Regions from separate parts of the Muntiacus reevesi genome. Here region 2 is linked to region 1. A link is a contact called in public Hi-C data. All regions are on one chromosome and are shown on one strand. Each heading gives the region's core, a stretch centred on a gene start, on an enhancer-like site or on the middle of the called end of the contact. The rest is flanking DNA. Distances are from core to core; before and after follow the strand shown.

Region 1 (6,899 bases), core at 1,415-3,914:
GAACAATCTAATCTTTTGAGGGATCTTTCCCCAGCCTGACCAGTCAGATAACAAAGTTATTCATTTGGCATACTGAGTTATAAATGTCTTAAAGAGAAGGCAACTTATACTCCTGATTAAACAACTTTCAGGTCCTGGAGATTGTGTCCTCCCCATGCAAGTCTTCTTGCTGGTGACCCTTTAGGGTTGCGGTATTGACAAACGTCAGTTGTACTTCTAGGAGTGGTGGAAAGACTACACTTTGGAAAATCAGACAAGCTTTCATTGTCTAAAGGAGACAGGAGAAAGTCAGCACAAACACAGGCAAGGATACACAGCACAGAGATCAGTAACTCCATCTCAAATCGAGTTGTAGCTTCTTGGGCATTACATCTTACTGGACTAATATCTTCCTTAGGCTTCCTTCCTTAGCCACTATAGGGGGCTTCCCTTGTAACTCAGTCGGTAGAGAATCTCCCTGCAATGCAGGAGACGTGGGTTCAATTCCTGAGTCAGGAAGATCCCCCGGAGAAGAAAATGGCAACCCACTCCAGTGTTCTTGCTTGGAGAATCCCAAGAACAGAGGAGGCTGGCAGGTTACAGTCTATAGGGTCGCAAGAGTTGGACACAACTCATCGATAACAGAGATGGGCTCTATAGGAGTGGGATCTGTGTCAGACTTTCCTGAAACAAAACACTTTGTTTCTTGGGTTCATTTCTGTTTGCTGACTTGTGTGGCTTAGGTTCTAGAAAACCCCTTATGTGATCCAAGTATACCACCCCATATTCCAGGAACTGCTTTTAGCCATATGTTAGTTGATGTAAGTATCCCAACAATCCCGAGGTAAATATTAATGCTATTCTCAATTACAGATGAGAAAACTGAGCAGAAACAGGTTAAGTAATTTCCCCAAGGCTGTATGTCTAGTGAGTGGTTGAGTCATGAGAGCAAAGGAATATCCTTTCTTGTATATTGCAAAAACTAAGCACCTCTGCCCTTTCTCATTCTTATTCATTCAGGTTGGATTTCTTGTTTACCTTGTTGACTTTAAAAATGAAAGTTATTTTCCCAGCTAAAAATGGATTTATTCTAGAATATCAGGAGACTTGTAACACAGAAGAACAAACCTGACTCCATACTGGATCTGTTCCTTTAGCTCTAACCTTTTGCTGGTGCTTAGTCATGCTGGTTCTGCAGCTTTGTCCAAAAGAATGTTGCCTGTAGCCTGAAATGTACATGATAGTCCATTCTCGAGGCTCTGCCTCCCAGGCTTGACCTTTAAATGTGTAACAGTTTTCATTTGTTGTTGTTGTTGTTTGGTTACTAAGTGTTACCCTTTTATGACCCCATAGACTGTAGCCCACCTGGCTCTCTGTCCATGGGATTTCCCAGGCAAAAATACTGGAGTGGGTTACCATTTCCTTCTCCAGTGGATTTTCCTGACCCAGGGATCAAATCTGGTTTTCCTGCATTGGCTGGCAAGTCTTTACGACTAAGCCACCAGGGAAGCCCAATTTTCTTTTATGCAGAGATAAAAAGTTGCATAACAGAGAATAACAATTGTCTTGTTTTATGTTTACAGGACCATCATAACCAGACCTATGTGAATAGCTACAGGAGCAGAGGGTTATCACATCACCTTGGGGGTATGACCTGCACCAAGAAGGTCACACCTTCATACCTGCAACAGCCAACCACATTCCCTCCCCCTTTAGTATAAAAGAAGCCTGAATTCTAATTCAGGTTTGAGATGTTTCTTTGGGACATTGGTCTGCCATCTTTTCTGTCTGCTGGCTTTTTGAATAAAGTCGCTATTCCTTGTTCCAACAACTGGCCCCTCGATTTATTGGCCAGTCATGCAGCAGGCATTGTCAGTATGCATTTGGTAACTAAACTGCAATTTGGGTCAAGCAAACTATAGCAAAAGCCATAGTCCAACAAACAAAGCAAAGTTACTTTATGGAGAAAAAGGCGGAGTTTGGGAGCAGTTCTTTTGAAGGAAATTTCACTGGGGAAAAGTGAGGGTGACAGTTTCTCATTGGCTGAGTTGTGGGGTAGTCTATTTCTTTTATGAGCCGCAATGTATGGGTTGGTCAGAAAGTTTGTTGGACAGCTTACATCTTTTCCTGTTGGGCCCTGTAATTGACAATTCTTTCTGTAATTTACTGAGAGTGATACCGTGCTGCATGACAGCTCCCCCTTCTGGCCTCTCAACTCTATTTTGGTGAGGTTTCCCTTTACTGTATTAATTTTCACAACTTTGACCTATAGAAATACTCAGGCAAAAAGAGTCTATTTCGTTTGAGAAAGTTTCTCTGTGTTAAAGGATGTTCCCCTTTGTTAGAAACATACATTTTCAGCCCGGAGTTAGACTTACTGAATGGGTAATTTTGTAGGTGGTGCTCTTCAGTCCCTTTTAAACAAATCCTTCAAAAGGTTCTGATGCAAGTTAAAGACAAAGAGCCACTGTTGGAGAAGTTTTCTTCTTCAGATACATGAGCTAGCTGTGCAAGCTTGGGAGATAACTGGAGGGGCGGGCTCCCCGGACTCTACTTCATCCGAGCGGCACTAGGACCCCGGTACCTGGTACCGGGTCTCGCTCCTGCCGTTGCGCCGGGGCGGGGTTGGCTTTCCGGGAGTGGGCCTCCACCTCGACCCGCCCCTGGGGGCGGACCCGAGTTGACTTAAACTCCGGGGCCGGGAGGCGCTGCGTTTTCCCGGCTCGCTCCGGTTGGGTCCAGCTCTGGTAGGTAAGTGGGGCACTTGGTTCCCGCCGGCACTCGCACGTTTCTTCGGGTTCTCGGCTGGGCGGGGGTAGCGGCAGCCCAAGTGCCCGCGGGCGGGGGCTGGGTTTGCGGCGGCGAGCGCTTTTGTTCTGTGGTGGGGACTGAGTGGCAGCTACGGGCGCTCCGGGGGCTCGGGTCTCGGGCCAGCCGTGAGGGCTGGCCGGCCGGGCTCGGCTCGATGCCCGCCCGCAGCGCGGGGTGGGCCGGGAACCGGGGCGGATGCCGACCCCGAATCGGAGGGCGGCGCCTCGCCGGGTGTTTTCTGTAGAACGCCTTTTCCTCTCCATAGAGGTCGCGAGTGGCGACTGCGAGGACGCATTTTGTTAGACTGCAAGGCGATTGGTTAGACTGATGGATGTGAAAGTGGCTTATGTTTTTAATGATTTCCTGTCGCTGGCTTGAAAAAAAAAAATCTTTGTTTTGAATTTATTTTATCAGTGTTCCTTTCTCCCCACCCCCATTAGGCCGAACCTCCCAAAACAGAATTGCTCAGCTTGCGTCTCCAAGTGGCCCGCAAACACGTTTGTGCCGGAGTCGCTTTCCGTTCCTCAGCAGTAGTTAGTCCCTCGAGGCATTTTTAAATGCACAAATGCGTACGGATTTTAGATGTTCTCGAGGGATACGAATTTCCTAAGCAGATGTCCTTTGGGAACAGCAAGTTTTCAGAAAATGGTTTCAGTGAAAACAATTTATTTGTAATATTTTAGTGCCTGCCTTCAAAATAAAAAGAGTAGGTGAAGGGGATGAACTGCGGTGCGTTTCAATAGACGGGTCGCAGAGCTTGTTTGGGGATTTTTCTGATTAATGTGTTAACTGTAAATCAAACGAGTTCTATTCGGTATTAACATGAAAGAGTTATGGTTTTATTTTTTCCTGTGCAGTTGGATTCTCATTTACTAATTCGATAAAGAATTGTTAAGTTGAAAGTGTTTAAAGTTACAGAAGGAGTGGATCAGGAGGCATGCACTTGGATTATCACTTAAGTGGTAATTTATGGCAGGCCCAGTTTCTATTTGTTACTTTGCCTTCTTAAGAATTCAGTAAGCTTAGTTTTCTTTTGATCCAGCCTTAACACGGTTTGAGCATCAATGTCATATCAAGTAAGCAAATTAGTATGTGTCTTTATTATAAGTTTAATGTGAATTTTATATAAATAAAAATACAATTAAAAATTTTATATTGAATTTATTATCAATTATAAAATGTTTATTGCTGTCCCTAGGACCAAAGAAGTAAACACTGTGTGGAGTGGTACTGACTAGTTTGGAGGAAAATGGTAATATATATAGTAATAAAGGAGCGATATATTTAAAGGTAAGTATGTCAGCTTTAAGTAGTCTACTCCAATTTATCTGTTGTGGAACAGAATGATTAAGTGGAACCAGTGTTGGTTCAGTGTTAAACTACAGTAACTCAGACAGTAAAGAATCCACTTGCAATGCAGGAGACCTGGGTTCGATCCCTGGCTTGGAAAGATCCCCTGGAGAAGGGAATGGCTACCCACTCCAGTATTCTTCCCTGGAGAGTTCTATGGACAGAAGAACCTGGTGGGCTACAGTACCTGGGATCACAAATAGTTGGACACCCCTGAGCAGCTAACACCACCACCAGCTTACAATGGATTTGATGACAAAGTTTGAGGAGAAAGAATACAGTTGACATAGCAAGCAACTCATTTGTTCATCTTTACTAGAAAAGGAATAGGAGATGATGGTCCAAATTACTCAGGAAGAGGTCTACTTAACATTATTCTCTACATGGTCTGTTTTCTTATTTTTCAAATTCATTACTTGTGGCACATGGGGTAAGGCAGCACAGAACAGAACTCTGAGAGAACCGATCCCTTAAATAGGGACCTATACAGCCAAAGTGGTAATTTCTGGGGCTTTCATTCTGTAAACTCCAAGTAGTATTAGGAAACTTTCTGTAATGATTTGAGACCATGGTCCTTGCAGTCACACTGCTGAGCATCAGACCTTGGCTCTACCACTTAACATTTATGCAGCCTTGGGAGAATTATTAAACTTCTCTATCAATTTTCTCATCTTTTGTAAAATAGGGATAACAGTAGTATCAACCTCATAGGATTGTTATGATAAGTTAATGAGTTTTGTAGATATAACACACTTGGAAGAGCTCCTGGTAAATGGTAAGTGCTTAATAAATTTTAGCTGTTGTCGTGTTAGAGGAAATATATTTTATGGCCTATCTTATAGGAGATGGTTCACTCATTTAAACTCTTAAGTCAGTTTATCAGCTTTGTGCTGATTAAACCCTTCCCTGTAGATCCTGTAGGTTCTATTTTTGTAAGGAAGTACCAGACACAACTCTAGTTTTTACCTGCAGGCATGTTTGATGTCAGTAATGCTTCTACAGAATTTTCCAGCCATGGGAGATTTGCCCAAAAGCCTTATATAACCTGTTCTAGATATACAGGACTCTTCTTCCCTGATAGCTCAGTTGGTGAAGAATCCACTTACAATGCAGGAGATTGCGGTTAGATTCCTGGGTCGGGAAGATCCGCTGGAGAAGGGATAGGCTACCCACTCGAGTATTCTTGGGCTTCCCTTGTGGCTCAGCTGGCAAAGAATCCGCCTGCAATGTGGGAGACCTGGGTTCGATCCCTGGGTTGGGAAAATCCCCTGGCGAAGAGAAAGGCTACCCACTCCAGTATTCTGGCCTGGAGAATTCCATGGACTGTATACAGTCCATGGGGTTGCAAAGAGTTGGACAGGACTGAGCGACATTCACTTTCATTTTTGGAGAAGGAAGTGGCAATCCACTCCAGTATTCTTGCCTGGAGAATTCCATGGTCAGAGGAGCCCAGCAGGCTACAGTCCATGGACTCAAATGAGTCAGACACGACTTAGCGACCAAACCACCACCACTTCCCATTTAGATTAGCAATGTTTTAGATGTGATAAAGTGCAAATGTTTAGTGCGAGTGATCCTATCTAATGTTTAAAAAGGATTTAGAAAGGTGGATTTCAAGAATTGCTTTTAATTTAAATCAGTAGTCTCTGCACTGCCACCCCTAACCCCACAAAGGCATATTCTGTGTGAAATAGGCTCAGAAAACATTCAATTTGAGACTTTTATTTAGTTCCTCTGTTCTGTATGACGCTGACCCATGCTCTGCAGCATGCCAGTCTTTCTTTTCATTCACTATCTCCTAGAGTTGGCTCAAATTCATGTCCACTGAGTCCAGTGATGCCATCCCAACTGTCTCATCCTTTCTCACACCCTTAACCAGACAGTTTACCAACCCAATCTATTGAAATGCAAGTTAAAATGTACTTTGTATTAAGCATTGTAAAGAAGTATTTTATGGACCTTTGAAGAATTCTAAGTGCTTTGTTGAGAGACAGCTCTGTGGTATGTCCATCCTTGATATCATAACTGAACTGAAATCACTTGTAAATAAAATCTTGTGGTTAAAATTGCAGAGTATTATAAGAAATTACGTTGTCCAGTTAGGTTTTAAGAAACAAAAGTCATAAATAAGATTTTAGTTTTTAAACTCCCAAAGAGAATTTATTGGATCATATAACTTAAAGAGTTCCATGTGGCTTGACTTTTCAGGTTTGACTGGATCCAACATATGAATCTGAAAGTTTTAAAGACTTGAAACACTGTCTTTGAGCTCTGCTGTCTGCTTTGGCATTGACTTCATTCTCAGGCACACATCCCTTCATTGGATAGCCTTAATATAATATATATATTATAATATGATCAGTCAGCTTCAGCTTGCACAGATCATGCCTTTTGTCTCTGTGCTCTGCCAGAAGCCTGTAGTTCATCGTGTCATGTGCCCATGTCTGTTAATTGGGAAAAAAATTTTTAAGCTACAGTTTAGAGATATAATTCATATGTCATATTCATATAATTCAGTTTATCCATTTACCATGTACAGTGGTGTTGCATATACTCAATACTATGTAACCAATACCATAGTCACTTTTGGAACATTTTCTTGACCTGAGAATCTCTGTATTCTTTAATGGTCACTCTCCATTTTGCCCATCTGCAGGCAACCATTTAATCTAATTTGTCTCTATAGATTTGTGTATTCTGAACATTTCTTAGAGATGGAGTCATAATATGTGGTCTCTTATGACCCTGAACACCTTGCA
Region 2 (7,348 bases), core at 2,785-5,284, 210 kb before region 1:
GTGGATTCTTAACCACTGGACCACCAGAGAAGTCCCTAAAGTTTACTCTATAGAGTCAATAAAGGCCCTTGGATATTACCAAAGCTTTGATTGGAATATCATATTTGAGAATGTGCATAACATCTATTCTTGCTGTACTTCTGTAAATAACAAGTCAAGTTTAAAGAGACTGGATGTATTTTACAAACAAATTACTTACTATGATTATCTTTGGTAAAAATGACTATAGAGAGAAAAATTATGTTTAAACAGAAATCTTTGGCATACCCATAATCGAATTCTAGTCCTGCTTATTTTTTGGGGGGGTTTGTTTCTAACTGTAAACTAGACTGGATCCTGAACTCTTATGGTTTTCTCTAACATCTGGCTACAACTCTCCAAACAAATATTTTCAATTTTCTCCCACCCTTCTGACTTGAAATTAAATCTAAAACTGTTCTTTTCCTCAAACCCTACAAGATAAAGCTATAGGTCTTGATATAGACTTCAGAGAATTCACCACAATGGATCATGTACAGACAAAAAAACAACCTTCATACTTACTTCTATGTAGGCCACTCAGACCTCAGCAGAACACCTGATGACATCATCACTAACATTCAAACTGCAAACCAGGAAAATCTATCAGTTTAAAATTGCCATCTTCATTCCACCATCTAAAAATCTAAGCTCAGCTCCCCAAATTTTCTTGACTGGCTGCTCTCTAGACTCAACAACTGCATTTATACTTTGTTCCAACTAATCTTTAATCTTTGCCTTTCTTTTGTTTCCATAGTAATACTTATTAAATAACTGATTGCTTACACCATATAAAAGCTTACTTACATGGAAGCTTACCTATCACACTTCCTCCTAAAATAAGGCATCTTCATGTTAATCCCATCCTAAGTAACCATGACAAAGTTCAGTACTGTAAGACACTAATGTAATATTGAAAGGCTTATTTCCACCAGGTCCATAAAGCTTTCTGTGGTCTGCTTCTAAAACAAGACAATGCCTCATATATTAAAACCTAGAAACTCAGTTTATTGGAAAAGACACCAACAATAAACTGCACTTAAATCTCACTAGGAGAGACCTTATCCTCTGCAAAATCTCTACAATCACAGCAAGAATCTAGAAATTATTTAGCCAGAGTTATTTTAGAGAACTGCATAGACTTAGACACCCTGACTACCCAAGATGGAGGTGTATGTACTATTATGACAGAGCAAGATGAGCACAACCCTTAGCAGGCAGCTGTTGCTGTGCCTCACTACTCCACACCCTGTTACTAGGCAACAGGTCTTGCACAGTCATTGCTCAGTGCCTCAGTGGGCCCTGCCCACAAGTAACTGTCAGTGAGGGACCATTACGGAAGTGATTTACCCAAGGGCCATTGGTGTGGTGGTCATTAGGTGGAGAGTGAGGTAAGAGGCAGATTCAAGCCTTCTCCTGGAGGCCCTCCCACTCACTCAGCATTGGCCCAGCGGGTGAGCTGGAGCGCCCAGGGAACACGCTAAGAACTATGTTCTTCTATAGGGCTCCAGAGCCCTTACTAAGGCCCTCCACTAGCCTTGGCCCAGGCCTTGAACCTGGTCTCCCCATCTAGGTGGCTTGAGGAGACTGAGGGTCAGTTGGATTGGGTGCCTGGCTCCCTCAGAGATGACATTTGGGCAGGATGTGGGAACCCGGCCCTGAGAGAGCTGCCAACTGAGATCTGCCTCCTATTAGCCAGGACTGGGCTCTTGGAGGGTAAAAGTTATGCCTTGGGACCTTGTCCTTTCTTGTCAAGACACAGAATAACATTCATTTGGTAGAGATTTACAGGAGTGTTGTTACCTGACCATGACCTGACCTCAAGAGCAAAGGATCTTACACAAGAAGTATGTAACAACCAACCACGCCCCTCCCTCACCTTTTACTTTTAAAGGGGCTTGCTGAAAGCTTTCAGTAACTTCGGGTTCCTTAGGGCATGAACCACCTATCTCCTTGTATGAATCTGTAATAAATCTCTGTTTCAAACTCTAATGTTTTAGTATTAATGCGCCTCACTGGGCACACGGACTTGTGATTTGTTGACAGCATAACTGGTTAAAAAAAAAAGATCCGAAAGACTAGATGCCAATCTTTTATCAAACAGGCAACACTTCTGAAACATGGGTTCAATCCCTGAATCAAGAAGATCTCCTGCAAAACGAAATGCCAACCCATTCCAGTATTCTTGCCTGGAGAATCCCATGTACAGTGGATCCTGGCAGGCTACAGTCCATAGGGTCGCAAAGAATCGGACATGACTTAGGTGACTTAACACACACATGCTTCTCTTGATTATTTAGTTGGAAATCTCTGCTCTGGAGAATCCTTTTCAATACTTGGCTGTTATGCTCCTGATATTCATCATATTAGCCTCCTTAATGCAGTGTATCCTCTCTAGAGTTCTAAATGTCTTCAGTGGCTACTCACACATCAAATGTTATCCATTAGTGTTAGACAACTGGAAGAACAAAAAGATCCTACTGCCAGTGTCCAGGGTGACTATGCAACTGCTGGTAAGGGCAACTACAAGACCATTCATCCCAGGGCCTACATTGAAGGAGTAGTGAGAGTAACACTATATTGGTTCACTCTCAGCTTGCTGAGAGAATGACTGAAAGTCGGGGATTTTTTTAAATAAAATAAATCGAGACCAGGCTTGAAAAATCCCTCAAGGTGACCAAACCAGTTAAGTCACATAACCAAAACCAAATCTAGTTTATATCATGAACATAAGTGAAACTTATTTCTTGTAAATGCCTCTGACAATCAACTTAAATCGTCTTCTTAAAATAGCCTAAAGTAATCACTTTTAACCAATCTCCTACCATCTGTAAAGTCCTAATGTTATAAACCATTGTAAAGGTTAAAGAACTTCCTTATGCTCACTTTATAAGCCATCCTATAATGACATGCCTAGAAAATATTCATATCAAGTTAAGCTTTCTGCAATTTCTTTTAATACTAGGCAGTTACAGGCCATAGCGTTACCGGGAGGCGTAAATTTAACACACTTAAATCCTTAGAAGACTACTTAGTATTAAAAGAAATTGCAGAGAGCTTAACTTGATATGAATATTTCACAGGCATGGAAAATCCCTATGGACAGAGGAGCCTGGCTAGCTACAGTCCATGTGGTCGTAGAGTCAGACACGACAGAGCGACTAAGCACAGCACATAAAGCCATGAGATAGGTCCTGTTATTATACTAATTTTGTAGATCAATAACTCGGGCACAGTAAGGTTAAGCTACTCTCCCATAGTCATACAGCTGGAGAATGGTAGACCCGGGAGCTGAACCCAGCAAGAGCAATCAGGGGTTTAAGCGCTGTGTCAAAGAATCAATAATTACCCCCATCACAGTAACTGGCTGTAATTCTGCTGAAGGCTTTTGAGAGCCCCATCCAGTGTTTTGTTTTATTTTACTAAGGCTTTAGCTCCCGTCAGAGACAGGCCACTGCCAGGAATCGCCTGGGCGAGGAGCTGTCAAGGCTGAGTTCGGACACCCATCGGGGGTCAGAGGGGCAAGCCTGCCGGGCAGCCCACTTGGCACGATTGTCCTCAGCCAGGACGGGACAAATCACGAACCCAGGAGCAGAAACAGCCTGTGGACCTCCTCGAAGGGAGGCAGGAAGGGGGCGGGGATGGGGTGCCCTGAGGGGTGGCGGGCGCGGGCTGTGCCGGGGCGGGGCGAGAGGAAGGCGGGCCGGGGCGGACTCACAGATCCAGGAGCTGACTGACCCGCTGGGGGCTGGGCATCGCGGCCGCCCTTCGGAGCCTCTTCCGCGGAGAGGCCGCGGAGATTCAGCCAGAGACCTTCTGTCAACTCCCGCCTCCAGCGCAACGCGTAGTCCCTCGTGACGTCACCCGCCTCTTCCGGTGACCAGGCGCCGGCGCGCTCGCGACTACAGAGGGATGGCGTAGCCCCCTCGGGGTGGAACCCTGTACGCTGCGCCGGAGCGACAGTGTGATAAACTAGAGAGAAGTCTTGGGCTCTGAGAAGGACTGCGGGAGTTGTCATTCTGCAGTCCCTCCGGCGCGGCTCCGGCGGCTTCCCTGGTGGGCTAGCCAGGCGCCGGACCTCTCCTAGACCCCCTGGAACCTCGCGGCTCTGCGCGTGGCCGCTGTTACTACAGAGGTGCATTCCATGCTGGGCCCAACGTTAGTGGATGCACACCGGAGACCCTCTTAGATACAGAAACCATGACCGTCAAAGGGCGTGTTTTAGGGACTGGAGAGTGACGTTTATCGAGCACTTCCTATAAGAAAGTGAGCACTGAACTACCTGCTTTCAATAATTAACATATTCTGGTCTTCCCTGATGGTACAGTGGATAAGAATCAGCCTGCCAAGGCAGGGGACATGGGTTTAATCCTTGGTCGGGGAGGATTCCACAGGCGTCAGAGTAACTAAGCCCATGAGCCGCAACTACTGAAGCCCATTTTACTAGAGCCTGTGCTCCAGAAGAAAAGAAGCGACCACAAGGAAGAGAAGCCTCCTACCCCCTACTGCAACTAGTGAAAGCCTGAGTGCAGCAACAAAGACCCAGCATAACCAAAAATAGTAAAAAAAATTAACCATGTTCTTTTAATCCTGTGAAATCGGAATTTGTTTTTGTTAGTTAGGTTGTGTGCAACTCTTTGCGACCCCATGAACTGCAGCTCGCTAGGCTTCCCTGTCCTTCACCATCTCCCTGTGCTTGCTCAAACTCAGGTCCATTGAATTGGTGATGCCATCCAATCATCTCATCCTCTCTCGCTCCCTTCTTCTCCTGCCTTTTATCTTTACCAGCATCAATGAGTTGGCTCTTTGCATCAGGCGGCCAAAGTATTAGAGCTTCAGCTTCAGCATCAGTCCTTCCAATGAATAATCAGGATTGATTTCCTTTAGGATTGACTGGTTTGATCTCCTGCTGTCCAAAGGATTCTCAAGAGTCTTAAGTCTTTCCCAACACCATAGGTCGAAAGCATCAACTCCTCAGTGCTCAGCTTTCTTTATGGTCCAACTCTCACATCCATACATGATACTGGAAAAACCATAACTTTGACTTTATGGACATTTGTGGGCAAAGTGATATCTCTGCTTATTAATACCCTGTCTAGGTATGTCATAGCTTTTCTTCCAAGGAGCAAGTGTCTTGTCATTTCATGGCTGCCGTCACCATCCACAGTGATTTTGGAGCCCAATAGAAATCAAACCAGTCAATCCTAAAGGAAATCAGCCCTGAACATTCTTTGGAAGGACTAATGCTGAAGCTGAAACTCCAGTATTTTGGCCACCTGATGCAAAGAGCCAACTCATTGGAAAAGGCCTTGATGCTTGGAAAGATAAAGGGCAGGAGAAGAAGGGTACAACAGAGGATGAGATGGTTGAAAGGCATCACCAACTTGATGGACATGAATCTGAGCAAGCTCTGGGAGTAGGTGATGGACAGGGAAGCCTGCTGTGCTGCAGTCCATGGGGTCAAAAAGAGTCAGATGTGACTGAGCCACTGAACTGAACTGAACTGTTCCCATTTTCCCCCCACCTATTTGCCATGGAGTGATGGGAGTGGATGCCATGATCTTAGTTTTTTGAATGCTGAGTTTTAAGCCAGCTTTTTCACTCTCCACTTTCACCTTCATCAAGAGTCTCTAGTTCCTCTTCCTTTTTTTCCATAAGGGTGTTGTCATTTCCATATCTGAGATTGTTGATATTTCTCCATGCAATTTTGATTCCAGCTTGTGGTTCATCCAGCCAGGCATTTTGCATGGTGTACTCTGTAGAAGTTAAATAAACAGGTTGAGAATATATAGACTTGATGTACTTCTTTCCCAATTTTGAAACAGTTGTTGTTTCACGTCCAGTTCTAACTGTTGCTTCTTGACCTGCATACAGGTTTCTCAGGGGACAGGTAAGGTGGTCTGGTATTCCCATCTCTTTAAGAGTTTTCCACACTTTGTTGTAATCCACAGAGTTAAAGGCTTTAGCATAGTCAGTGAAGCAGAAGTGGATGTTTTTCTGGAATTCTCTTGCTTTTTCTATGATCCAACAGGTGTTGGCAATTTGATCTCTGATTCCTCTGCCTTTTCTAAATCTAAGTTGTACATCTGGAAGTTCTCGGTTCACATACTGTTGAAGCCTGGCTTGAAGGATTTTCAGCATGATCTTTCTAGCATGTGAAATGAGTGCAATTGTGTAGTAGTTTGTACAATTTTGGCATTGCCCTTCTTTGGGATTTAAATGAAAATTGACCTTTTCCAGTCCTGTGGCCATTACTGAGTTTTCCAAATTTGCTGGCATATTGAGTGCAGCACTTTCATAGCATCATCTTTTAGGATTTGAAATAGCTCAGCTGGAATTCTATCTCCTCCACTAGCTTTGTTCATAGTGATGCTTCTTAAGGCCCACTTGACTTTGCACCCCAGTATGTCTGGCTCTAGCTGAGTCATCACACCATTATGGTTATCTGCATCATTAAGATCTTTTTTGTATAGTTCTGTGTATTCTTGTCACCTCTTCTTAATATGTTCTGCTTCTGTTGGGTCCATACCATTTCTGTCCTTTATTGTGGCCATCTTTGCAGAAATGTTCCCTTGGTAATTGGAATTATTTCACTTTATTTTACAGATGAGAACAGTACGTGACTACAAAAAGCTCAGTAAGAATTTCATCATAGAGGGGGCTTGTGTTCAAATCAGAAAGAATTTTAAAGAAGGGGAAACTTTCACCTGGTGGAATTCTTTCTACTTGGTTATACTGCAGAATACTTGATACTCTTTGATGCTTTTTAATTCTTCTTTGTAAATTAATTTGTCATTTATATGTCTTCCTTTTGCAGACTTTTGAAAGTTGGAACACAGTATTGTTCATCTCTTCAAGATGCTGCTAATTCAATCACCACACTTTTACCAATGCTGAAGAAGGGCAAGAATTGTGCTGGGTGCTGAGGATTCAGTGGTGAATACTTGAACCAGTCAAATAAAAGGGCAATCAAAGCAACTGTTAAATGTGAAAATGGAGTTAATTCAGTTGAAACACCATGGAGGGGTGGAAAAGGAGAGGAGATAAGAGAGAAAAACATAGTCTGTTAGGGACTGAAAATAGTTTGGGTTTGCTACAATGGAGAGTGGTGAGAGGCAAGTATAGAGGAGGAAATAGGCAAACTTTTTCTATGAAGGGTAAGATATTAATAGTACATATTTTCGTTTTTATGGGACATTCTTTGTCACTGAATCAAACTGGGCTCTTGCTCATCCTACCTGAAGCCAAGCCAATCTACTGACAGTGGACTGTGGTGAGAGAAAGTACAAGGCTCCAAGCAAGGAAAACAGGCAGCTGATGTGCCAAACAT

What was found. Hi-C and Micro-C count contacts between places; a contact is called where the count stands out from the background.
Region 2: a contact with region 1 is called in a Hi-C map of blood, with 2.4 times the contacts expected there. The contact joins the promoter of AMN1 here to the promoter of RESF1 in region 1. A contact is called at or near these places in 2 of 3 Hi-C or Micro-C datasets (blood and muscle).

What each region holds. Positions count from the first base shown.
Region 1 is chr1:23,640,184-23,647,082 of mMunRee1.1, reverse strand. It overlaps RESF1 (retroelement silencing factor 1), which reads left to right and starts at 2,664. Exons shown (of 6, transcript XM_065939646.1): 1 at 2,664-2,730; 2 at 3,989-4,080.
Region 2 is chr1:23,852,223-23,859,570 of mMunRee1.1, reverse strand. AMN1 (antagonist of mitotic exit network 1 homolog) reads right to left here and starts at 4,034. Exons shown (of 8, transcript XM_065939698.1): 1 at 3,757-4,034; 2 at 544-604.